Regions from separate parts of the Mus musculus genome. Here regions 1 and 3 are each linked to region 2. The links are chromatin contacts, called in public HiChIP or PLAC-seq and promoter capture Hi-C maps. All regions are on one chromosome and are shown on one strand. Each heading gives the region's core, a stretch centred on a gene start, on an enhancer-like site or on the middle of the called end of the contact. The rest is flanking DNA. Distances are from core to core; before and after follow the strand shown.

The links. Promoter capture Hi-C pulls out the DNA fragments that hold promoters and counts their contacts. HiChIP or PLAC-seq counts read pairs in DNA pulled down with a chosen protein or histone mark.
Region 1: a promoter capture Hi-C map of the SN4741 cell line shows a contact between it and region 2, with 2.8 times the contacts expected there. The contact joins the enhancer-like site here to the promoter of Rpap3 in region 2. A contact is called at or near these places in 1 of 39 promoter capture datasets (the SN4741 cell line), 3 of 484 Hi-C or Micro-C datasets (cerebellum, embryonic stem cells and palatal mesenchyme) and 2 of 115 datasets of contacts at active chromatin or transcription factors (embryonic stem cells and pro-B cells).
Region 3: a contact with region 2 is called in an H3K27ac HiChIP or PLAC-seq map of regulatory T cell precursor, with 2.2 times the contacts expected there. The contact joins the enhancer-like site here to the promoter of Rpap3 in region 2. A contact is called at or near these places in 2 of 39 promoter capture datasets (cranial neural crest and hippocampal neurons), 4 of 484 Hi-C or Micro-C datasets (cerebellum, embryonic stem cells, nephron progenitors and 1 more) and 1 of 115 datasets of contacts at active chromatin or transcription factors (regulatory T cell precursor).

What each region holds. Positions count from the first base shown.
Region 1 is chr15:98,047,439-98,051,914 of GRCm38.p6, forward strand. It overlaps Senp1 (SUMO1/sentrin specific peptidase 1), which reads right to left. Exons shown (of 18, transcript NM_144851.5): 14 at 748-951. Among named protein-coding and RNA genes, the nearest start is that of Gm41395, 13 kb to the left of the region's middle. Within about 2 kb of position 2,098, at least 44 of the 459 cell types and tissues checked have an H3K27ac peak or open chromatin away from gene starts, as enhancers often do. A contact at or near this core is called in the SN4741 cell line, where this site is marked.
Region 2 is chr15:97,702,919-97,707,664 of GRCm38.p6, forward strand. It overlaps Rpap3 (RNA polymerase II associated protein 3), which reads right to left and starts at 2,904. Exons shown (of 17, transcript NM_028003.2): 1 at 2,832-2,904; 2 at 284-451. The coding sequence starts at 436.
Region 3 is chr15:98,063,751-98,068,546 of GRCm38.p6, forward strand. It overlaps Senp1 (SUMO1/sentrin specific peptidase 1), which reads right to left. Exons shown (of 18, transcript NM_144851.5): 7 at 3,008-3,111; 8 at 2,654-2,925; 9 at 1,069-1,123. Among named protein-coding and RNA genes, the nearest start is that of Gm25668, 3.6 kb to the right of the region's middle. Within about 2 kb of position 2,986, at least 23 of the 459 cell types and tissues checked have an H3K27ac peak or open chromatin away from gene starts, as enhancers often do. A contact at or near this core is called in regulatory T cell precursor, where this site is marked.

The sequences.
Region 1 (4,476 bases), core at 848-3,347, 340 kb after region 2:
CCACCAGTGGCCTATTAACTGTCTTAAAATCTTTTTTTGCATGCCACTTTCTCCATGATCAACAATGCATGATTCACAGAAAATTAACTATCATAAGATCATTCCCACAGTATAAGAAAGATGGTGACAAGATTCTGCGTTTGTTTTTATCTTATTTCCTTTTTTTGGATCGATATTTATTTATTTATTTATTTATTTATTTATTTATTTATAATATGTAAGTGCACACTGTAGCTGTTTTCCGACTCTCCAGAAGAGGGAGTCAGATTTTGTTATGGACGGTTGTGAGTCACCAGGTGGTTGCTGGGATTTGAATTCAGGACCTTCGGAAGAGCAGTCCGTGCTCTTAACCTTTGAGCCATCTCTCCAGCCCCAGATTGATATCTTTGAAATGTAATTCAAAACAGAATATACAATAACTCTTATTAACATTAAGCTGATGTCTTCATGCTTCCAGAGCACAGAAATGCTAAACCCCCACATGCACAAGGCAAGTCAGAGCTAGGTAGGAAGCTGGGGCTGGTGGCACCACAAACATGCTTGTTCCTTGCCTCACCTGAGGCGGCGGCGGGATGACCTGTAACTTCCGAACCTAAGCATCCCCTACTCTAAAGCCGAGGCATCACTATGAAATTCCACCTCTCCTCCATAGCAAAGCAGAGACACAGATCATATGGCCCACTGGGCTGGCTATGCTGCCTACGTAGATCTCTTTCTCATGCCATCAAAAATAAAGGAGTTACTCACAGCTAGACACCAGTGCACACCCAAGTGAATGGGCACCAGAAGAATATCAACGGAGAATACATCCACCTTCTTTGTCCAGCGTTTCACTGCCTGATAACCAGCTGTTTTTAGCTTAGTGAAGAAGAAGGTATTAAACGCATGTACACTTGGAAACCCCTTCTCTTTACTGCGTTCCATTAGCATGTTCATGTAGAAATTGATGATCTGCAGGAAGACATTACACATTAGAACAGTCCAAACACTAGCACAATCAGAATGTCATTAACATATGCGTATGTATTATGCTATGGATGGCAGCCAACTCAACGAATGCTTCAACAGATAATTTTTAAATATCCAGTTTTCCTTAATATAAAGACTTTATTAATCATACTTCTTAAGTATCACACAACTAAGTTAACTGCTGGAAACCAGAGCAGATAGGCAGCTGCTAGCCAGACTAGCAGAAAACTGGAGGGGAGGAGGAAGATGAGAACCGGAGAGAGGAGACAGGAGTGCAGTGGGAGCTGTCTGAGTGTCTGTGCTGAGCAAGTGGATCCTGGGCTCTGGTCTTATTCTCCCTCTGCCCTTTTCTCCTTCCTCTCCCTCCCTGACATTTTCCCTCTCCTTCCTCTTCTCACTGCTTGGGTTGAGACAGGGTCTCACTCTGTAGCAGACTGTCCTAAACTCACTATAAAGCCCAAGCTAGCCTTGAACCTGTGGTACATGTCCTGTCTGAGACCTGAGTGCTGGAATTAAAGACTTCAACTATTACAGTTGCACACAGAGAAAACCCAGCTCCGCATCTGAGGCCTTCTCAGCCATGTGCAGCAGCAAACTGCTTCGGTTTCGCGCAAATCTAAGACCAGAAACCCCTGAGACAAGCTAGGAAATGCCTGCAATAGCACAGCACCCTCCCCTGGGAACCCAGGCGTCAGGTCCTAGCATGACGAAGCGAGGTGGTTAGCTTTCTCATCACTGCATCACTTCTTCAGTATCAAGTGTGCGCATGATGAATTAAAATATTTGATAGAAGAGATGTGCGATTCTTAGTCAACAAAGCAATGTCTTTTAGAACAGTAACTATGCTGTCTGTGGTTCCTTTAGGTCCAGAGTCCTGGTCCTAACGCTTAAAAGTTATTAGGCCAAAAATTACAGCATACTTACTTTATGTGGATAGCTAAGGCCAAGCCAGTGTCTGTCAACTGAAAGGAATGAATGGGCTAACTGAGCCACAGCTTGGAAATATGACTATGAAAACAGGGACATTTTTCAGAATGTTTTTTGAGGAATGGGAAAAAGCCCCCGTCTTTTGACAAATATTTACACACCAGGATGCCAGAGCAGTGAGCCACTGTCCACAGGGAATCCTGCCAGGAATACACCCAACCCTGGTCTAGACCAGAGAAAGGGCCCATAGATACAGACGCACAGGCAGCTTCAGGGAAACCAAACCAAGAGCTCTAAGGTGATGGGCCAGGCCTGAAGACCGTTCTGCTGCAGCTCTGATCTCTGTGCAATATTCCCTGAAGCTTTAAATAACGAAAAGGAATCAAGGTGCAACCAGATGGTATGTTTTCAAATCTAAGTGTTCAGTTTAACTGCCAAACAATAATGTCCCTAAATGATGTATCTCCATTTGTGAAAACAGTTATGAATGCAGGCATATCTGCCTAGGCAAACAAAGATTTATATATAGTAAACTATAATCTCTATTGAGAGAAAATTAACCAAAAAGGAATGGGTAAGTTTCCTCTCAGAGAAGTGGATAGGATCTACTTAGTCTACTATGTTATCCATGTTATATTTATATATATTATAAATATATATTATAGTTATATATTCAGGGTACCAAAAGCTATAGTATATAGGCAGGTAACTAAACAGTCAATCTTTTCACAGGGGCAGGTAGGGTATATACTTTATCAAGCAATGAGGTCTAAAGAGAAAGCAGAGAGAACCTGGGCAGAGAGAGACGGATAGTCAAGCACAAAAGCCACGCAGGCATTTCTCTCCCAGGTGTCCAGTGGTCATTACTTTTGGAATCACTAGCTTGAAGTTTAAAAAGACAGGGGAAGGGTTGACATGTTATACATAAGTATTCTAGTTTTCAGAAGGAAACCTAGACAAGTTTTTACATAGTCAGGGTTTTCCTCCCTCCCAGAGAGCACCAACTACACAAGACTGCTAGACTGAGGAGAACAGGGAATCTTTTCTCACTGCTGGGTCTCCCTCCATCCCACGAGCCACTAGCCAGCTCTACGGCATGCTCTAGGCCCCGTTCCATCTTCCCTCGTCCCAGGAGATGGAGTTTGGTGACCCTGACACCCCCTTCCATTAGCTGAGATGTGTAATCTGATATGCAGGCTGAGTTTAGATGCAAGTCGTTCTCTCCTCAAGTGAAGAAAACTGCCGTGGTCCTGCAAGACACTGCCACGCTCAAAATAAGCTACAAAAGGAATCCTCCGTGCCACCTCACTGAGGAGGCTGGGGACCAAGGAGAGAGAAATGAGAGACGGGGTCACAGTGCTCAGGATGAAAGGGCAGCAGCAGTGCCACAGCAGTTGCCTGTAGTTCATGAAAACAAAGGTCCCTTCCTTCTCCACTGGCAAGAGCTCTCGGACAGAGATTCTCTTAGCCTAGCAGGTCTTAGATCTCCTTTGAAATAAGCGGCTAAAGTCCCCCAGCTCAGAGTCTTGCTGTCCGTCTTGCCTCTAAAGCCATCTGACAAGCACTGTAGGTCAGACCGCTTGCCACTTTTCTGGGAGCACAGCTGCCCCCGGCTGGGCTGCGGGTGCCTAAGAAACTGCCTTCCTATTCCCTGAAGAGCCTTGGTCAGCATCAAGCATCTGCTTGTCTGTGCGGCCTTGTTTGAGGAGGGAGTTGTTTATAGTGTCTTTGCTCCTTTTCTATTCTATTTGATGAGCTGCCAGCCTGAAGCTGGGAAGAAGCCTCTCTGTAAAGAAAAATTCTAGTGTTGTGTTTTTTTGTTTTTTTGTTTATATATATATATATATATATATTTTAAAGATTTATTTATTTATTATATGTAAGTACACTGTAGCTGTCTTCAGACACTCCAGAAGAGGGAGTCAGATCTTGTTACAGATGGTTGTGAGCCACCATGTGGTTGCTGGGATTTGAACTCCTGACCTTCGGAAGAGCAGTCGGGTGCTCTTACCCACTGAGCCATCTCACCAGCCCTAGTGTTGTGTTTTTAAGTTAAAATATATATTTATTTACCTATGCATATCAGTGTTGTGCCTGAATGTCTGTCTGTGTACCACTTGCATGTGGATCCCCTGAAACTGGAGATGGACTATTTTAAGCTGCCATGTGAATACTGAAAGGCAAACCTGGGTCTTCTGCAAGAACATCCAGTGGTCTTAAACACGGAGCCATCTCTTCGGCCCCAGAAAACTCTACAGTGTTTTCAAACTGAAACTGGGGAGCTGAGGAGGTTTTTTCTCCATGAACGTTACCATGATGACATAAATGATCATTGGTATCTCTTTTTTTTCTTGCCCAATAAAGCAGACAAATCCAGAAGTATCCTATTCCTAGCAACGGCGTGTTGTTTAACTCTTCAGCTCTCCCATAGCTACGCTGACCCACACTGCTTGTCTCAGGAAGAAAAGTTCCAACAGACTTCCCGAGCAGACATTGAGACAGGAAGATAACAAAACAGAAGCACGTGACTATTATGCTCAGAGACCACCTTATCATGGTAAAAATACAGCTTCCCCACTG
Region 2 (4,746 bases), core at 1,654-4,153:
GGGCCATGCTTTATTTTTAAATATTTCTATAATTTAAATTTAACGATAACATGGCTGGGCAGGTCAAAGTGCTTGTTGCAAGCCTGTTGACTCAAGTTCGATTCCTGGAGCCCACAAGAGAGAACCAACCCCAGGGGGTTGTCCTTTGACTTGTAATCCTGTGCTGTGGCATGCTGGTGTGTGTGTGTGTGTGTGTGTGTGTGTTTGTACATGCACACCCACGTGGTACACACACTGATGATAAGTAGGTTCCGCTGCACATGAGCAGAGACCTTTCGCTCACCTCCTCGGCAACGCCACCCTGTCTTCTCAGCTCCAGGTCCTTCTCCTTCATGTCCTTCTCCCAGTGCTCCAAGTCCCTCATGAAGTCCTGCAGCTCCTCTGCGTTGTGTTTCACCTGGAGCTGCAACTCAACTGCCTTACTCGCCGAAGTCATCGTGTCCTGCCAAGTCTGGAGCACACAAAGTTTTGAGAATCAGAACGGCAGATGCATCTATTTACGATGAGGGGGTGCGTCCCCGTAAAACCATCATCACTTCAGCGTACTGTTAAGTAGAAAACCGCATTTACACCTGGTGAGATGGTGCATGCCTGAGAGCCCAGTAGTAACAAAAGACTCAAGGTCAGAGTAGGCCAATCAAGTGAGGAGCAGGGAGGACCAGGCAGCAGAGAAAAGCTGAGGGACAAAGAAGAGGTGAAAAGTTGACTCGGGGCAGACAGTAACACACCAGGCCTGGGGGTGATAGCCGACATTCTAAAAGTCACATAAAAGTAATTGACTGGTAATATAAAAATAACCCGATGCCTGATTAGATCGAGACGTTGGGAAGAAGAGAAAGATTTAAACGATGTTCTAGATTTCTGCTTGGTAGAAACTGGTAATATCTTTTTAAGTCAAGAAATCCAGCTCTGAGGGACTGGAAAGGAGGCTCCTGACTAGAGCACTCAACACGACGCAAGCCTAACAACGTTAAGGCTTGGTGATACCTAGTGGTACCCACACGATCCCTGGTACCCCACCCACACACAGGTGCAAAGGGAAAACTGACTCCACAAAGTTGTCGTCTGATGTGTGTGCCATGGCACATGCATGCACCGTCGCACGCCACATATGCATAGCGTGAAAATAAAACTTTGGCAAAGCAATGCAATTGTAAAAGGAAAACGCGCACGTTGGGGGAGGGGGCAGATGAGTAAGAGGATTGTTTCAGTCTGGAATATGTTGAATGTGAGCACTTAGGGGCCATCAGAAGGTATTGAGTAGATAGAAAGGACTAGAGAGAAATGTGGGTGACACCATTAATAAGGTAGAAACTCTTGCATTTGAACGTGCTCAGAGACTGTACTGACGGAAGCTCGGCAGGGCCTGAAGAGTGGCAGCCTTAGGGAACAGGAAGATCAGAAAAAGGAGGTGGCAGTACCTATAGGGAGCTGGGCCCATATGAGAGCTGCCACCCACCCACCGCCTGAGAAAATTAACATGTTAAGTAGGAAAGTTTAGCAGCGCACACACGTGCTCGTATGTTCATGGCGTTAGGTCATAAAAAGACTGAGAATAGTCGCAGGATTTTTACGGATAGAAATGAGTTAAATGAATCACGTTACATGGGACAGGGGTTAACGTTGTCTTTCCTAATGTAACTCCATTGGAAGCACATGAAGCTCACAGCGGTGCACAGTCGACCACTGCTTCTGGTTCCAGCTATCCAGGAGGCAGAGGGGGCCTCACAAATTAAACTCAACATGACGCCTTAGCACACCTTAAGAGTAAGTTTTAAAGGGCTAGGACATAGCATTTGCCAACATGTGAAAGATGCTGAAGACTGTAAGAGAGACAGAAGACAGACAGGCAGATAGATACAATGGGTAAAGTGACTGGACTAGGTACCTTAAGATAGGAATACTTGGAGGGAGGTTATAAGAGCTTTCCCCCCCCCCACCCCCCACCCCCAGTAAAAAGAGGCTGTTTAAAACGGCTCGGCCCGACAGTGGTGATGCACGCCTTTAATCCCAGCTCTCGGTAGGCAGAGGCAGGCGGATTTCTGAGTTCAAGGCCAGCCTGGTCTACAGAGTGAGTTCCAGGACAGCCAGGGCTACACAGAGAAACATTGTCTCGAAAAACAAAACAAAACAAACAAACAAAAAGTGTAAAACGGATCTTCTGACTCAGCCTCAACGAGGCAGTTTAAGCGTCAAGCAGTGTCCACTTTTGGTTATGCGCATGCATTTCATTCATAAACAAATCCCGCATAACGCTTTGCTGAACACAAACCAGTACACCTGCAAAACGAGACCCTTAAACGCTGCACGTCTTCAATCCCAGCACTCAGGAGGGAGGCAGAGGCCCGCGGTTCGAGGCCAGCATGGTCTACTACACAGCGAATTGCAGGGCAGCCTGGGCTACAGAGAAACCCTGTCTCTAAACAAACAAGCAGACCATGAGATGCTGTAAGGGCGGCAGCTCTCCTTCCACCCACCCCCGGGTCCTAGGGCAGCCCATGCTGCCAGGACGGGGTTCGTTCCGCAGGCAACCAGAAACTTCCAGAGCCTGGGGAACCACGTTCACGTCCCGTATCAAGCCAAGCCTGCATACCCTGGCCTGACGGAGCCCGCAGGTCCGCCGCCCTCGCGGGACCGTGGCTCCGGAGGTCCCGCCACCGCAGACCGCCCGAGCCCGGACGCGGAGCCAGCTCAGGCCGAACCCTGGGCAGCGCGCGGAGAGCGCACTCGGGAACCAGCCCCGGCGCCCCGCCGCTGCTCCCGGCCCGGGCCCAGCCCCGCTCTTCCACCCCACGCCCCTGCAGCCAGCGGGAACGGTAAAGCCTACTCACCCGCCACGGCGGCCACCAACCTCACCGGCTCCAGGGAGACGCACGGCGTCCTACACCACCGCCGGAGGTCTGCGCCTTCCCACAAGGCCCCGCGCGCCGCTCGAGCGTGCGCAGAAGGTTCGGCTCCCGCGCTCGGCTGCTCTTGCTTTGCTGGCGGTGGACGTAGACTGATGTTCTAACCTCTTCTAGACTAAGCGTGAGGATCCCCCAAAGTGCACCCATCTTGACGTATTGACCTCCAAAGCATAAAGCCTTTTACTCCCCTCGATTGTGTTTCTGAGAGCTGCCCTGCTTTCCACTAACGAGATGTTTGTAGCCTCTGAAAATCCTAGGAGAAAGTTACTGTAACTTCTAAGAACTGTCAATGCTGGAACTCTGCTGTTTTCTCTCTGAGTCTTGTATGTGGCTGCTGGTCTTCCTTGTGCTTTTTTGCTACTAATCTTTTTCCTTTTCTAAGATTATCTGTAGATTTCGGGCTTGTGTCTATCTTTAGATAGACCCTGGCTTATCTAAAAGAATGACTGAAACCTGTAATGCTTGCTTCTGCTTCCTTTGTGAGTGAAGCTGTTTCCTATGTAATAACTCTGTTGTACAATGCAATGGGTATAATTTTTTAAGTCCACAAACCAACTTTTTTCAAACTGAATGGAAAACATATCATCTCAAAGATCAGTTATTCATTCACAAGTTTGACTGAACCTTCGAATCACACAAGGGAGGCAGCCGTGCAGGTGTGTATCCCACACACGCTGATTTATGAATCTTATCCCAGAGGTTTGACATAATTAATCTTCGATACAACTTCAGCATCAGTCATTTTCAAAGCACTGGGTACAGCTGTGCAGCTGCAAAACACTAATCTACCTGCCTGTCAATGAAAAACCGCCCCTGGTCTTTCCTCACTAGGTCATATCATTAGGATCTTTCTTTCCCTCATGGTGTGACTGGTTGTCTTTTAAGTTCATTTAAAAGTAAAGATCAGAAACTGAAGAGAAGTCTCCATGGTTAAGAATGCTGTTCCCTGGCTGTCAAGATGGCTCAACGGGTAAGAGCACTGACTGCTCTTCCAGAGGTCCTAAATTCAATATCCAACAACCACATGAAGGCTTACAACCATCTGTACAACTACAGTGTACTCACATACAATAAATAAATAAATAAATAAATAAATAAATAAATAAATAAATAAATCTTTAAAAAAAAAAGAAAAGAAAAAGAAAGAATGCTGTTCCCTGTTGCAGAAAACTTGAGTTCCCAGCACCCATGTGGTAGTTAACAGTTCTGTAACTACAATTCCAGAGGATCTGACGCCCTCTTCTGGCCTCTTAGCACCAGGCGTGCATGTGGTGTGCATACATACATACATATATGCAGGCAAGCACTCTTACACATTATAAAAATAAAAGAGCATTATTTTCTGATGATATTGTAGATAAACTAGCTTTTAACAAAGTGTAACTGTTTCTGTAGCAAATCCTACTCTGTGTACTCCACCACCCACAGCAGGTGCCATTGCAGACAAACTAGGTTTAAAAAAATGTTTTTAATGTGGATGCTCGGGTACACCTTTAATCTTAGCATTGCAGAGGCAGAAGCAGGTGGATCTCTGCGAGTTCAGGGTCTACATAGTGAGTTCCTCACCAACCGGAGTCATGTGATGATACCCGGTCTGAAATAAACAAAAATAAATAGAAATAGGGCTAGAGAGGCGGCTCGCCAGTTCAGAGCACCGGCTGTTCTTCCAGAGAACCTGGATTTGATTCCCAGAGGTGGATCATAACTGTGTGTAACTCTGGTTCCCAGAGAACTGACATCCCGGGGCACCAGGCACACATGTGATGCACAGGACTACCATGAAAGCAAAACACTCAAACACATAAAGTTTAAAATAATTTTAATTTAAAAATAAATAAAT
Region 3 (4,796 bases), core at 1,736-4,235, 360 kb after region 2:
GATATACAAAAGGACCTATTTACAAACATAGCTCCTGCTGGGCAGTGGTGGCACATGCCTTTAATCCCAGCACTATAGAGGAAGAGGCAGGCAGGCAAATCTCTCTGAGTTCCAGGACAGCCTAGGATACACAGAGAAACTCTGCTCGGGGGAAAAACAAACAAACAAACAAACAAACAAAAAACCAAACCAAACCAAACCAAACTAAACTAAGTCAAACAAAAAGCAACGCCTCACCCCCTCCCCCAAAAAAAACCCAAAACAACAATAAAGCCACCAAACAAATCTAGCTCCTTTGACTTCCATCAGCTGCATTTGATCACAGACTTGTCCCAGCCACCTTAAGTAACCCTAGTGTCTCTTACTTCATTTTTCTTCACAACACTGATAATCACCACTTTTGTTCACTACTAATCTGTAACCTTATATAAAATGCAGCTCCCTGAGAACAGGAAGTCTTAGTCACTGCTGATGTCTGATGTCTCTACCAATACCCGAACCACCACAGGGTCTCAATAAAGACTCACTAAAGGGAAGAATGTAAGACGTATATGTGAAGGAGTTCTTCTATATCGCACTAAGGCATTCTGCCTTAATGAGGTATCCTTCAGGTAATTTAACTGACTGGCTATTAAATCTCTTTACTGATCAGATATGAATGTTAGAAAGCTAACTGTGGCTGCAGCATGGCGGGCAGAGCATGGACTACTTGGGATGGTGCAAGACAGAAGGAAGAGGGGGAGCCGGGTATGGTGGCGCACGCCTTTAATCCCAGCACTTGGGAGGCAGAGGCAGGTGGATTTCTGAGTTCGAGGCCAGCCTGGTCTACAGAGTGAGTTCCAGGACAGCCAGGGCTACACAGAGAAACCCTGTCTCGAAAAAACAAAAAGAAAAAAAATAAATAAATAAAATAAAGGAAGGAAGAAGGAAGAGAAGGAAGGCTGGATGGAAAGACAACAGGAAGTCACTAAAATAATTTGAAAAACACATGAAAGAGATGTTTATACTATGTTATTGTCAGTAAAGGGGTGGAGTGGGGATGGCCACTGACCCTTTCCCTAGATTTACCTGGAAGCTGGAGTCTGAGATTCTTTCACTTTAAGTAAAATCACAGAGTCTGACCCTAAATAGAGAAACACAAGAGCATTTCATTATGGTAAAACTGAGCACTTACCAGTTCTCATTTAAGTTGAAGCGTCTACATGGTGTCATGTTATACGTCGACGGCAGAACATTAAGCATAGGGCAAACAGCAGCCAGCCTAAGCATACAGTTAAGATGGAAGAGAGAGGAGCAGCTCCACTGTGCCTCACAAATAAGAGCCATCAGAGGCACAAGCACATCTGTCCATCAGCATCTACCCATAGACTGTGCCTACTCTGTGTTCCCTCCTCCTGTCTCTAGGGAACAAGACATGGCACAATTTTTAAGTCTTGAGTTCATAATATAACACATACTAAACTAGGGTTAAAAAGGGAAGACGACAACGACACAGGCAGACTTATAGACCCCATATGGATGTACAGATTTTCCCCCGTGTCTCTGAACACTCACTGAGGGCAGGGCTCCTGACCTTCTCCAGTGCTGGGACTCCGCCCTCACTTATACTAGGGCACGGCCAATGCTATGCCACACGTTGTTCCAGTCTAGCTCCATCTCAGAATCCTACTACATGATAGGTATTTCTGAGGTTGAAGAATTTTTTAATTTTAGATTTTTGGAAATTAAGAGTATTCTCAATAAATTACTTCATAAAATGTAATATAAATAATGTGTAGTTAAATAGTGATATCACCAAAAGTTGAATCCCCAAGTAAAAATTTTCAGACAGTGAGTATAGTAATAGTAATAATAATAGAAAATAACAATAGAAAATCAAATGAACTGAGAAAGGAGATAGGTGCTGTGTATGTCCAAAGAGTCCTACTATCTAATCACTTAATTTAAAACTTGTTTTCCATTATAATCTGAAGACATATTTAAAAATGAGGATTAACTACATCACAGAGTCTTTACCAGCACCAAGGCTTAGGCCAGGTATTTGGGTTAGCTCAAAGTCAGGCAGGAGACTCGTTTCCAAAATGTCTTTAAACTCTGAATTTTGAAGCATCTATCAAAATTAAGGGGTATACGATAAATACTTGATTAATGTTTGAGAGTCCACAGAACTGCAGAGAACCTCCCACGTGCATTATAAAGTAAGAGAAACAAAAAGCAATCCCTGAAGCAGCTGGGCTGAGTGAGCTTTGACTCTTCTCAGGAAGTTAAAACATTTAGCCTAGCATGGTAGAGGATCCTGTAATCCCAGCTCTCTGGGGAGGACTGGCACGAGTTCAAGGCCAGCCTACCACATAGCAAGTGCCAAGCAGGCAGGGCACATACATAGTAAGAGCCCTTTAGAAATAAATCAAATAGTATAGCAAGTCATGGGTGCGTAGGAGAAAGGAGCATCCTTTAAAGAGCAAGAGAGGGGGAGAGGGAAGAGAAAGGAGGGAAGAGAGGAACGAATCTGACCTGGGCTTGGTGTTAGCACGGCTTAGCTACCTGGATCACATGTATTCAATTAAAATCTATTATGTACTGAGTTATATGTACTACAGTTTTGCCTACAACAGATCCAATGAAGAGTTACCTGGCTGTTAGTATTATTTACCTTCGGACTGTGTATTTGATGCTGGTAAGCTATTTGGCTGATGAGGTGCAGCGAGGTGATGGTGAGGATCAGAGTCTTTGGATCCAAAGGCAACATCTGGGGTACCAGATGACAGGGAATGTGCACTGTGGGACAACTGCTCCTGTGCAGTTAAAATGCTGGCAGATCCAGAGGATGACGTATCAGAACCAATGACATGAGATGCACAAGAGTTTCCGTTTCTCAACAGCGAGTCTTTCAAAGAGTTCTTATTGGAACTAAGACACCGAGACCTAGTAAAAGAAGAGTGCAGTTTCAATATCAAGTAGCAAACTGTACAGTTACGTTCATACGAAAGATGCGTTCGTGACTCACAGGCGTAACGGAAAATGTGTGGTGGGTTTCGCTACACAGAACTGCTTCCCTGTGACCATCTGCAGCAGCTGTCTGTAGATCTCCTTCTCTTCTTCTTGAACTGTCTGTAAGGGAGAGAGAGAAAAGATCTTAAACACACTTCTCAAATCGGCATGTAGATCTCAGATTTTCTGCCAAAGCTCTAGCAGTCCTGAAGATAGGGAAATATCATGCATTAATGACTGTGCGTGGGAGATGACAAGCAGACTCAGCTTTCAGAGATAGCATGCTGTGGAAAACCACGGTGGGCTAACAGTGCTGAGAAGGTATTGACTAGGAAACCAGAAAGTCAGAAGCAATTATTTAATCACTCAGATGATAAGGAGTACAAAAATAAGACTTGTAAATTAGAATGCTGAATAACCCCTTGAGTGCTGATGCTGATTACAAAGGTCCTGAGGAGAGAAGCATACAGCCAACTGCCATCAGAGGTATCCTGCAAACAGCTCCTTATTCTACACAGGTGCAAGGACTCTTTAAAGATGGCTTCTATCTCCACCATTCACTTATTTTTCTCTAAGTCTCAATTTAGTATTTAAAAAAAAAAAGCATATAATCTGTAGAATTTACTCACTGAACTGAACATCTACTGTGCTCTAGTCATTTGAGACTCACAAACTGAATAAAATAAATTGCCAGCTTTTGTGAAGTTTATATTATAGTTATTACAAAGACTGTCAATCAAAAACTTGTTCATGGCATGAAGAAACTTAAAGGACAAGGGGGATAAAAGTGATGGAGGCAAAGAGCAAGAAGAGGCACAATCTCTCTAAGATGACCTTTCAGCAGAAACCTCAACTAAGGGAGGAAGCAGATGGGGAGTAGAAGGCTGTGTATACACAAACACCGAGCCTAAGACAGGAAGGTGCTTGGTGCACTCAGGAGTCTTAACATCAAGGACGAGCAGAAAAAAGGAGGTCACAGGGAGGGAGACAAGGCCTCCTGCAAGTGCAAGCATCCACTCTACACACAGCCATGCTGGGCTCACCAACAGACACGGCTTCTTTGCTTTTCTCAGCCACTCATTTTCACAAAATGCATTAGAGGACATATTCAATAGAAGCACTACCATTTTGTGTGATTGTAAAGGCTTAGTAAAAGCAGAATGAACTAAGTAACCAATTCTGAAAGTAAGCAGGCACTAATGTTTCCCTTCCCGAGCCTTTCACTGTTGCTGCACTGTCATAGACATTTCAATTGTGAAGTATGACCACTCCAATCTCCTGACAGTTGACAGCTAAACGATTAAAACAAAAGGAAAAACTAAGCAAGCGTTTGGTGGACAGAGGTCCCAAGGGGTCGGGATCCTGTAGAATAAAGTTCTGGAGCGGCAGGATTTAATTACTGGCCAGAGAGTAGGACTCAAGTCTTATCTCTGACCCCCGACAGTAGGAAAATGTTAAATGTCTTTGTTTTCTGTAAATTACTCTTTTCCTGTACCCTTGCTTCTTTCTTCCTTTTTTCTTTCCTAGACTCCTTTGTTTTAACTCTTCAGTTTTTCTCATGTTTACCTTTACTAACTTTTAAGTTCCCAGTGTATTCTACACTGCTGCTGCCTCCCTCCCTCCCTCCCTCCCTCCCTCCCTCCCTATGTCCGTGGCCTAGTGACTGTCCTTCACTGTTTCTTGTCTTTGTTTTGCTTCTGTGTCGCTGCTGTCTTGGCAGCTTGATTTTTCCCTTCTGGGTGATATGAGGATGAGCCTCCAAGAAAAGGCTGCTCCTCCCAAATAAAACCATAAAGAGATCCGTT